Regions from separate parts of the Zea mays genome. Here regions 1 and 2 are each linked to region 3. Evidence: chromatin contacts called from public Hi-C data. All regions are on one chromosome and are shown on one strand. Each heading gives the region's core, a stretch centred on a gene start, on an enhancer-like site or on the middle of the called end of the contact. The rest is flanking DNA. Distances are from core to core; before and after follow the strand shown. Region 1 holds the start of LOC103645297 (DNA repair protein RAD4). Region 2 holds the start of LOC100277068. Region 3 holds the start of LOC100038320 (KANADI1).

The links. A called contact is a pair of places that touch in the nucleus more often than the background predicts.
Region 1: a Hi-C map of tassel shows a contact between it and region 3, with 2.8 times the contacts expected there. The contact joins the promoter of LOC103645297 here to the promoter of LOC100038320 in region 3. A contact is called at or near these places in 3 of 25 Hi-C or Micro-C datasets (ear, leaf and tassel).
Region 2: a Hi-C map of ear shows a contact between it and region 3, with 2.3 times the contacts expected there. The contact joins the promoter of LOC100277068 here to the promoter of LOC100038320 in region 3. A contact is called at or near these places in 2 of 25 Hi-C or Micro-C datasets (ear and tassel).

Annotation. Positions count from the first base shown.
Region 1 is chr1:220,330,011-220,332,909 of Zm-B73-REFERENCE-NAM-5.0, forward strand. It overlaps LOC103645297 (DNA repair protein RAD4), which reads right to left and starts at 1,352. Exons shown (of 13, transcript XM_020546698.2): 1 at 1,146-1,352; 2 at 966-1,036. The coding sequence starts at 1,200.
Region 2 is chr1:220,649,326-220,652,279 of Zm-B73-REFERENCE-NAM-5.0, forward strand. It overlaps LOC100277068, which reads left to right and starts at 1,593. Exons shown (of 3, transcript NM_001150735.3): 1 at 1,593-1,968; 2 at 2,824-2,954. The coding sequence starts at 1,666.
Region 3 is chr1:220,499,199-220,502,266 of Zm-B73-REFERENCE-NAM-5.0, forward strand. It overlaps LOC100038320 (KANADI1), which reads right to left and starts at 1,661. Exons shown (of 6, transcript NM_001308509.1): 1 at 403-1,661; 2 at 159-235. The coding sequence starts at 1,228.

The DNA of each region.
Region 1 (2,899 bases), core at 102-2,601, 170 kb before region 3:
GCGACGCCTAGGCGTCCAGGCGGAGGTCCAACGCCTAGGCGCCTTGCCGCCTACCTCGCCTAGGCGTCGCCTAGGCATCCAGGCGGTGGTCCAACGCCTTGGCTCGCCTTACCGCTTTAAAAATCATGTATCAAAGGAAACATTTTGCATTCTACTTTTTTGGGTGAAAAGGGCATTTTGCATCCCACCTTCGTGCAACCATCACATACATTTATTTAATTTTACCAAATATATTTAGAAAGCACTATAGTAATCTTCCTTTGGGATAAATTCGCTTGGAATCCTTAATCACAATGTATTGCTCAACAAAACTGGATGCTTCAACAATAAAGGCATGCAATTTAAACCAATTTTTGAAGTGAGAACTATGGTTCCGAGTCGTTGTATGGTTGGTGGAGGATTTTAAGAAGGCTTTGCAGCAGGCAATCGAGGAGAATTTTTGACGGTCTTCTGATTTATTTTTGGTGGAGCTTATGGTTGGAAAGAAACAATAGAATCTTTATCAGGCAGCACAGATCTGCAGAGCAGGTTGCTTTTGTGGTGAAGGAGCCCGTTGGTTGTTAACGGGCTATGCTGGGTTGGTTGGTTGGTCTGTTCAGTAGGTTTTATTTCGTTGTTTTGTTCTTCTCTCTTGCTTCTATCGTGTCTTCTTTAAGTTTATTCCCTTTCTAATATACTGGAGCCGCAAATCTTTTGCCACTCCCTTTCAAAAAAAATTAAACCAATTTTTGAAGTGAAGTCTCAATTCGTTTGACCTGAACAAGTGCTCTGCGCCACGAAATCCCGCACTGACTCCAAGCCATGGAGAACCCGAATCCACGATACAACGGTCCTAAACTGCAATTGAATGAAAACCCCTATGCCTAAGTTTGATTAACTTCTCATCGACCGGAAGAGCACCGACGTGTGGATTAGATAATTACACGCAGATATACGGGGCACCAGACAAAAGGCCTCAGCCTCACCTTGGTGGCAGGTGATTTCCCATTCGCGGCAGGCGAAGCCCTCCGGCGACCAGCGACCTCCGCGCTTGGTCCTGTACAATGAAGCGGAAACCGTGAACGAAAACACGCAGAGCAAAGAGCAATGGGAGCACGGGAATGGGACAGGGGAAAAGGGGGTTTTGGCGAGGGCGGGGCACGAACCAGCAGCGGGTGGAGGATTAACCCCGCTGGCGGACTGGCTCCTCGTCCGCCGCATTACTAGGTGCTTGGAGCTCGTTCCCTCCCTGTGATTGTTGGAGGGGACGAAGAAGCCGAAGGAAGCAAAAGAAAAAGGCGGGTTAGGTTTTTAGAGCGACGGCCGACGGAGCCGGCGAGCCGCGGCGGGTGCGTCGGGGTTTCGCGCGCCCAACGTCAGGGCGTCTAGTTTTTATTCTTCCTATTATAGCACTCACATCAAATTTAACTTCTCTAAAATAGTATTTATAAATTAATCTCTTCTTTAAAATAGGATTAAGTGCATTTTTACTCTCTTTTGTTTTCTTATTTTCTCCAGCACTAAATGACCGAACTGTCCCTAGCAGTTTTGATTTGCAGATCATGAGGCGTAACTCTCCCTTATCTATGGATAGATTCGGATGTCTAGATATCTGAATTATTCGTATTTGTATTCGGATAAAGTGCTAATATGGATATCTGTATTCGTATTCGATTTTGATATAGATGTTAAATTGACATCTTCGAATTCGGTTTTTCTTTATCCGATATAAGATTCGTATTCGGTAATATTGGACAAAACCGTAAAATATTCGATACTATTTGTATCCGAAAGTAAAAAGTATACGATAAAATCAATTTAAACTTACTTTTATTACTAATTACTAATTACAAGTGATCTTAAACTTTAAATAATGTACTAAAAACTGATATACACCATTTAAAATGTTAAAAATATTCATATCATAAATAAATGATTGTGTTAATCTTACATTACAAGTGATACACAATGATAAGTTTTAATTAATATTAAAAAAGTCTAATTTCGAATACATTAGATTATTTGAGTTTTTAGAGTCCATAATACAAATATACTTAATATACGAAAAGATTATATTTAGAGTCCAAAATATAAATATACCAAGTATAAATAATTTATTTAAAAATATGACATTCAACTAAGTTTCAATTAAATAATGTATATGTACTATTGTTTATAATTTGCTTGTAATATGATTTTATCAACTATAAATCTATCGATAAAACAAATTAATACTTGTTATGATGCTATGTTCCAAATCAAGTAAGTATCCGAATGTGAATCTGAATTCGAACTATTCGTTTTATATTCGTATCCGATAGTATCTGTATCTGTATTCGTATTCAAATTAAAATATGGTAAATAGTGACATTCGGATTTGTTTCCATGCGTATCCGATCCGAATCCATCCCTACCCTTATCGACGCTAGGACTCGGCCTCTGTGTCACTCTCCTCTTTTGCTTGGCCTGCATGAGTAGAGTACCCAAGGGGGAGTCGTTCTTGGATCCATTCGTCTAGCAAAGGAGGCCGCTGTCGATGATGGCGGAGCTGATGGCGAGCCCATGGCAGCCCCTCCATCCTAGCAGTGTCCTCCTTCATCATGGCCGACGTACCTCGGTGACCCCGGCCTTGGCTGTCTCGGGTAGACGACTTCTCCAAACACCGACCTCGCTTCCTCTACCTTGTATCCCGCTCCTCCCGACTGCCACGTCGCATGCGCTAGTGACCCCTCGATAGGCAGGGTGGCAACCTCGCTCACTACGGGAATCGGGCGCTTTGCCGAGTGCCTGAAGCACTCGGCAAAGCCTGAAAAACACTCGGCAAAGAGGGCTCGGCGAATAGTACATCGACAAAGGCTTCTTTGTCGAGTACTTTTTCTCGGGCACTCGGCACAGACTTTGCCGATTGCCAGACGGTACT
Region 2 (2,954 bases), core at 343-2,842, 150 kb after region 3:
TAGATGATATATGCATATATATCTAGTTATATGGGGCCTCTATACAAATTTTTGCTTAGGGCCTCCGAAATGTCAGGACCGGCCCTGAAAGAGCCTCGACAGATATGGCCTAGCTGCTAGACGTGAGCCTGCTAGCCTATTACAGGCATGCAAACAGGCCAAATCTGACATGTTTTTATATTGGTAGAGAGATAACCAGAACGCTTAAAACATGCTCTTCCGGCCAGTAGAAACAGTATCCAACGCCCAACGGAACGGTACGATACATGGATGGAGGACGTGAATGCAGCACGCTTACCTGCAGGTGGTCCTGCGGGTTATACCTAAGGATGGCAACAGATCGGATTTGGATCGGATATTGCAAATATCCATCCGCAACCATATGTGCGGTTGCAACAAATATCCGTCTGCGACCATACCCGCGGATAGAAATTTATATCTATGATCATGTCCATCGGGTTTCGGATATCCATCGGATATAAAAGACAATCATTTTTCAACAATTGAATAGCATAATTAATCAATGTTCTTTCCAATTCACCATCATACACAATTAAAACTTAACTAGCCAGTTGCTCGTGCTTTGATACGATTTTTAAATACCATATAAATTGCTATTGACATATTTATTCAAATATAATTATTTTTATTTCTAAACACTAAGTTACATGTAGTCTGGTGGTTAGCCCCAAATTTCTAAGGCAGGGGGGTGTGGGTTCAAGTGCTCGCTCTGCACTATTTTTTGCACGGGGTCGGGTGCTGGGCAGACGCAATAGCTAGTTGTGCGGGCATTGGGGCGAGCCCAGAATGTCAGTGCGGAGGGTGAAGCCGTGATAGCACCAGACACCCATATTAGGTTCTTAATAGATTTGTGCGTTGCCACGAGGCGGGGGAGCATGGGGCGGCGCCTAGGCTACAAATATAATTTTTGTTTATTTCTAAATACTAAGATATGTTGGTATCGTAGTTAGCCCCAAATTTCTAGATTAAAGGGATGTAGGTTCGAGGGATTATCATGCACTTTTTTTTTTGCGATGCTTGGTGGGGAGGGTAAAGCCGTGGTAGCACCAGATGCCCACATTAGGTTCTTAATATTAATATATATAGTAGTATAGATAAAAGAATTATTATGGGCCCGCAGGTCGTGGTTAGGGTCACTAGAGCTTGAAAGGGTTGGCCGTCATTGGTGCTATGGACTATATCACTTGGAAGCAAGGGGCCACAACACACGGCGCAGGAAATCAGCAAGGCTACAAGGAGTGACCAACATTGGGGGATTGAGAGTGTTAGACGTGAGGCTCATAGTGTTAGGGTTTTTCGGATATCCAACTGATAACGCGCGGCTGAAAGGTAATATACTAATCTATGTGCGTCTAATTTAAGGTAGAATTCGGTTCTGACCCATAAATCAAAATATATATCTATATCTAGCTTCATCGGGTCAGATATTCGAGGATATCAAATACTCCGGTTAAATTGACACCCCTCGTTACACTTCTCACGGTCTCACCTACATGGCGATGGCCGCGCTCCACTCGCCACGTGTCCCCGAACCCTCATGTAAATCCAGCACGGTGCATACCCAATCAGTTCCCGTTCCCCTCGTCGACACCTGCAGTGCCAAGTTGCATCGACTCCTCCCCGGTCCTCCACCGCCCGCCGCCGATGGATGTGGATGTGGACGAGGCCACCGCCACCCCTGCCTCCGCCTCTGCCAAGCCCGCTTCCAACGGCGAGGCCCCCTCCGGCGCCCGCGAGGTGGATGTCGGCGAGGAGTACACGCTCGCCGGCGTTCTGCGCAGCTTCGTCGACGGCGTCTGGTACCCGGACGAGCCGCTGCTCCGGCGGCTCCGGGCGGCGTCCTGCGAGGCCGCGCCGCGGCTGAAGGGGGCGTCTCGGAACTCAGCGCGGGATCTGCTCGAGTGGACAAGGCAGGGCAGCGGCCTCCGCGCCATCCTCGTCATCTCGGTGGGCGCGCCTCATTGATCCGTAACATAAGCACGGGTTTTCATGTCCTGTTTACTAAATCTGACTCGATGTTCTTTAGGTGATTGCGTATTGGTACACTTGTTTTACTTTGTGCTATCAGTCAATTGGGTTACTGTGTCATATAGCATTGAAATGTTGGTTTATATTGGTACTGTTTAGGTCTCAGGGGCCAAAATGTTTACAAGATCTGTAGAGGGAAATGAAGAATAGGATGAATTGTAATCCCTCCTTCCTGAAATATAATAGGTATATGCAGGGATGGCAATGGAGAATTGTTCATCGCAGAATAGCTCCACACAGGGGCGAAGCTAGGATTCAAAATTAGAGGGGACCAAATTAGATTAGGGGGCTATTAGAAACATTTTTTGCACTATTTACATAAAATTAGCTAAAGACCTAAGATATCCTGCACATCCCGTCCCCGTGGCCTCTATGTTTGCCCTAAATCAATCTTTAACATCTACAACCTCAAATAGGTAAACAATAAAAATAGATTTAGTACGGTATCAGGGTTTTTAATACTGCTCATTTAGTATCGTAAATATTATCGGTTTTTTCTAAAAACTTATTAAACTGAGCTTAGTTTGACGACTTCGGACAGCTCAAAACTTGCATTTCAAGGTGGAGACTGGAGAGTGCATCTTGTAAGCGGAAACAAAAACATGGTGGATTACTTTCGGTAGCAACAGAGCATGGTTGATTGCTTTCGCATGCAGTTTTGATCCCATAAAACTCTTACATGATACCTTGGTTTGGTATGGCATCCATTTTAGCAATTATTGAAATTTCTCAGTAAATAAATTTTCCTCATTTTACCCTTTTCTGATCTGGCAGGTCGGGACAATCATGCCTATAGCATTGACTGGCCTTTTAATCTTCATGTTCTTTCTGCTAATTGCCACTGCTAATGCGATCATCGTCTCAGCCCTGATGTCACTGGCCGCTGCTGGCGGATTCTTGGCTAT
Region 3 (3,068 bases), core at 411-2,910:
AGTCTGTGCCCTGGCTGGCACCTCGTCAAGATTTGACCTCCTTCCTTGTACATGAGCCCCGAACGGGAACAAGAAATGCAGGAAGAACACAGAATAATTAAAGAATCGCACGGGTAGACAGAATTAAAGAACCAAGACCTCATCGGCCGGAACTCAACCTGCAAATGACTCTTCACATGCGCTAGCGTCAGATCCTTCACGTCCATCAGCTCCAGCACCGACTTGGGCGTCGCCCCTGTTGTGCGCGCGCAGAGAGGCCGGCCGCCGGCCGTGGAGAGGGAGATTAATCACATCCCGCATGAAATGATCCAAGCAGATCTCTGTGAACTGCATGGTTTTTTTTGGGGGGAGTTGTGGAGCTGAGGATGGAATGGATGCAAAGCGGAGGAATTAACGACTCACGCTCGTGGCCGCCGAGGAGCTCGACGGCGTGGACGAAACGCGCGTGCAGGCTGCTCGTCCACCGCATCCGCGGCGCGCGCATGCCGCGCCGGGAAGCCGGGAGCCTCGGCATGTAGCGGGCCGCGGCCAGGCTGCCCAAGTGCTGGCGGTGGTGGTGCCCGCTGCCGTAGCCGCGGAGCGTGTCGGCGAGCACGCCCTGGAGGTGGAGCCGGCCGGTGCTCGACAGCATCCGGTGGTACGCGGACGGCGAGAGGTACGACGACGCCGTGGGGTCGGACGCCGGCGGCGCCACGGCGCCAAGGGGCGCCGTCGTCGTCGACCGCAGGGACGAGGGCCACGACGACGAGGAGTGGTAGGGATTGTATAGCCCCACGGCGGCCTTGTGGTGGTGGCACTGCCGGTATTCGCCGCCGGCGCCAAGAAAAGGATGGGCGGCGCCGGTCCGCGGGCTGCTGTAGACGGGCACTCCGTTGATTGGCCTTGCCGGCGCCGCCTCCGCCGCGGCGTCGAACGAAAGCCGCGGCACGGTCACCGGCAAGAACGTTGCCTCCGCGGTGGACGAGGAGTAATTCGCCGCTGGCGGCCGGAGCCGCCATGGAAGGACGTCCCCGGCAGCCGCCTCCTGCCGCGGCGGCGGCGGCGAGAGCGACAGCTCGGTCGACGCCGTGGATCCGTTCAGACGGCGCCACGGGTCCCCTCCGGACGGCTGCGCACCACGCCCTACTCCTCCAGCGCCCAGCCCCGGGGCGGGAGACGGAGACGCGGCGCTGCTCGGAAGGCTGATGTGCAGCGAAAGGTCCGGGACCGACGCTGCCCGCGCCTCCATGGATGCCGCGCGCGCGCCCTACCTTTGGCTGGTGGCTGCAGCCTGAAGCAGCTAGTGTTAGCGTAAGGGATCGAACGAAGACGGCAGTGAAGGTTATTCTTGGAGTTCTTGGTGGCCGGGCTGGCGGTGCTGCTTATTTGCTTGTGCTTGTGTTTTCTGGTGTGTGTGGGTGTGTGGTGCCGCTTTTTTTGTGAGTTGCTATCGCTGTAGCTAGCTAGCTACAGAGCCAGTGCTTTCTCTCTCTCTTGTTCGTTCCTCTTTCTCTTGAGATGTCAAAGGAGATGAGATATTAGGGCAGCCGAAAGAATTCGATTGGTTTCTTGTGTTGTCAACTTTGTCATGGTTAGGTTACGGCAGTAAAAGGCAAGAGACATATGAGAAAGAGACTGATCAGACGAGTATAAATACACAGAATGGGGGCAGAGAGAGATTATGTGCAGCGGAGCGATATGGGAGAGAATATGTCTAGCATATCAGGGGCCTAGGGGTCGCTTGTGCGAACGCAGAAGAAGATGACAACCCTAGAGCGGGACCACAGGGAGTCAAGGGTGTATTTATATGACGATGAGTAAATTCATCAAAACTACACGTACGCCCTGTCAAAAATACTCCTATCCCATCATCAGACTTACATATACGTCATATTATACTTTCCTTAATACTACTGTTAATCATATTATACGTATTTTTCTGAAGGGTTAGAAGAAGTGATACAACTATAGAGCATAATAACACTCGATCCTTGACGGCTCGTTAGGCTAGGTCAAACGGCGGGCGTTAGCGACTAATGACTTGTGGTTGGTATTAATTGTGTCGCGGGGTCTTGTCGGTGTTTTGGGTCCGACCACACACCCGGGGTTGCCCCTCAAGGTGTTTTTAGGAGTAGGACGGTGTCGCCGACTGTAGCAAAATGGTTCGTGTCAGATGCACGAGAGACAGTGGGCAATGTTTACAGGTTCGGGCCGCTTAGAGATGCGTAACACCCTACGTCCTGGTGAGTATGCTTGGTGAACAAGGTTACAAGGTAGCTCTCCGAATTGAGAATGCAGAGAGTTGAGGTGAGTGGCTGAATAATAGGGTCGATCGTTCTGAAGGGGTGCCCCCTAGGCCTTATATACTCGACCGTGGGGCAATACATGTGGATATGATAACAGTGTGCACCTAAAAGATAGTAAACTGCTTTAGTCTATCTTCCTATGGTTCTGCCGACCTATCCTCGCATGGCTCCGTTGCATGGGGGCTCCAGCGCGGGAAAGTCGGATCTCTGTTGTGATCGCTTGCTCAACGTTGTGGGCCGTCCGGGCTTGCACCAGTCCGGCCTCATGTCAACCTGCTTTGCTGATTGTCCCTCCCCAGGCCCACGAAAGAATGACCTTACGATTTATTGGGCCCTTGGGCCTTTCGTGAGGTACTCTTCCAGTGGACCCGGGGGATATCTGTCCCCTACAAGCCCCCGATCTTTGGGTTGATTTTGAGGTAATCAGCCCAAAGATCCTAGGTCCAGCTTGCAGGTAATTTGGGGAAAACGATTTCTTACTGTCTCCTCCTGCTTTGATCACTCGTAAACGGAAGCTTTGTTTCGTGCTTGTGCCTTAGAGGTCGGCATTTCATTTTGTAGGACTCTAAACTTCATTGGGTGCACCGGAGTGTAGCCCCCGATCTTCGAATAGATTTTAGAAAATAATCTACTCGAAGGTCTTCATCAGAAATTATTTTCATCTTTACTCCTGCGCTTTGGTTGAGGGCTAGCCTCGTCTTTAATCTTGTCTTATGCCTTGGAGGTCGGTACCATCTTGGCTTGAAATAGTGATTCATGGGGTGCACCGAAGGTGCACCCAAT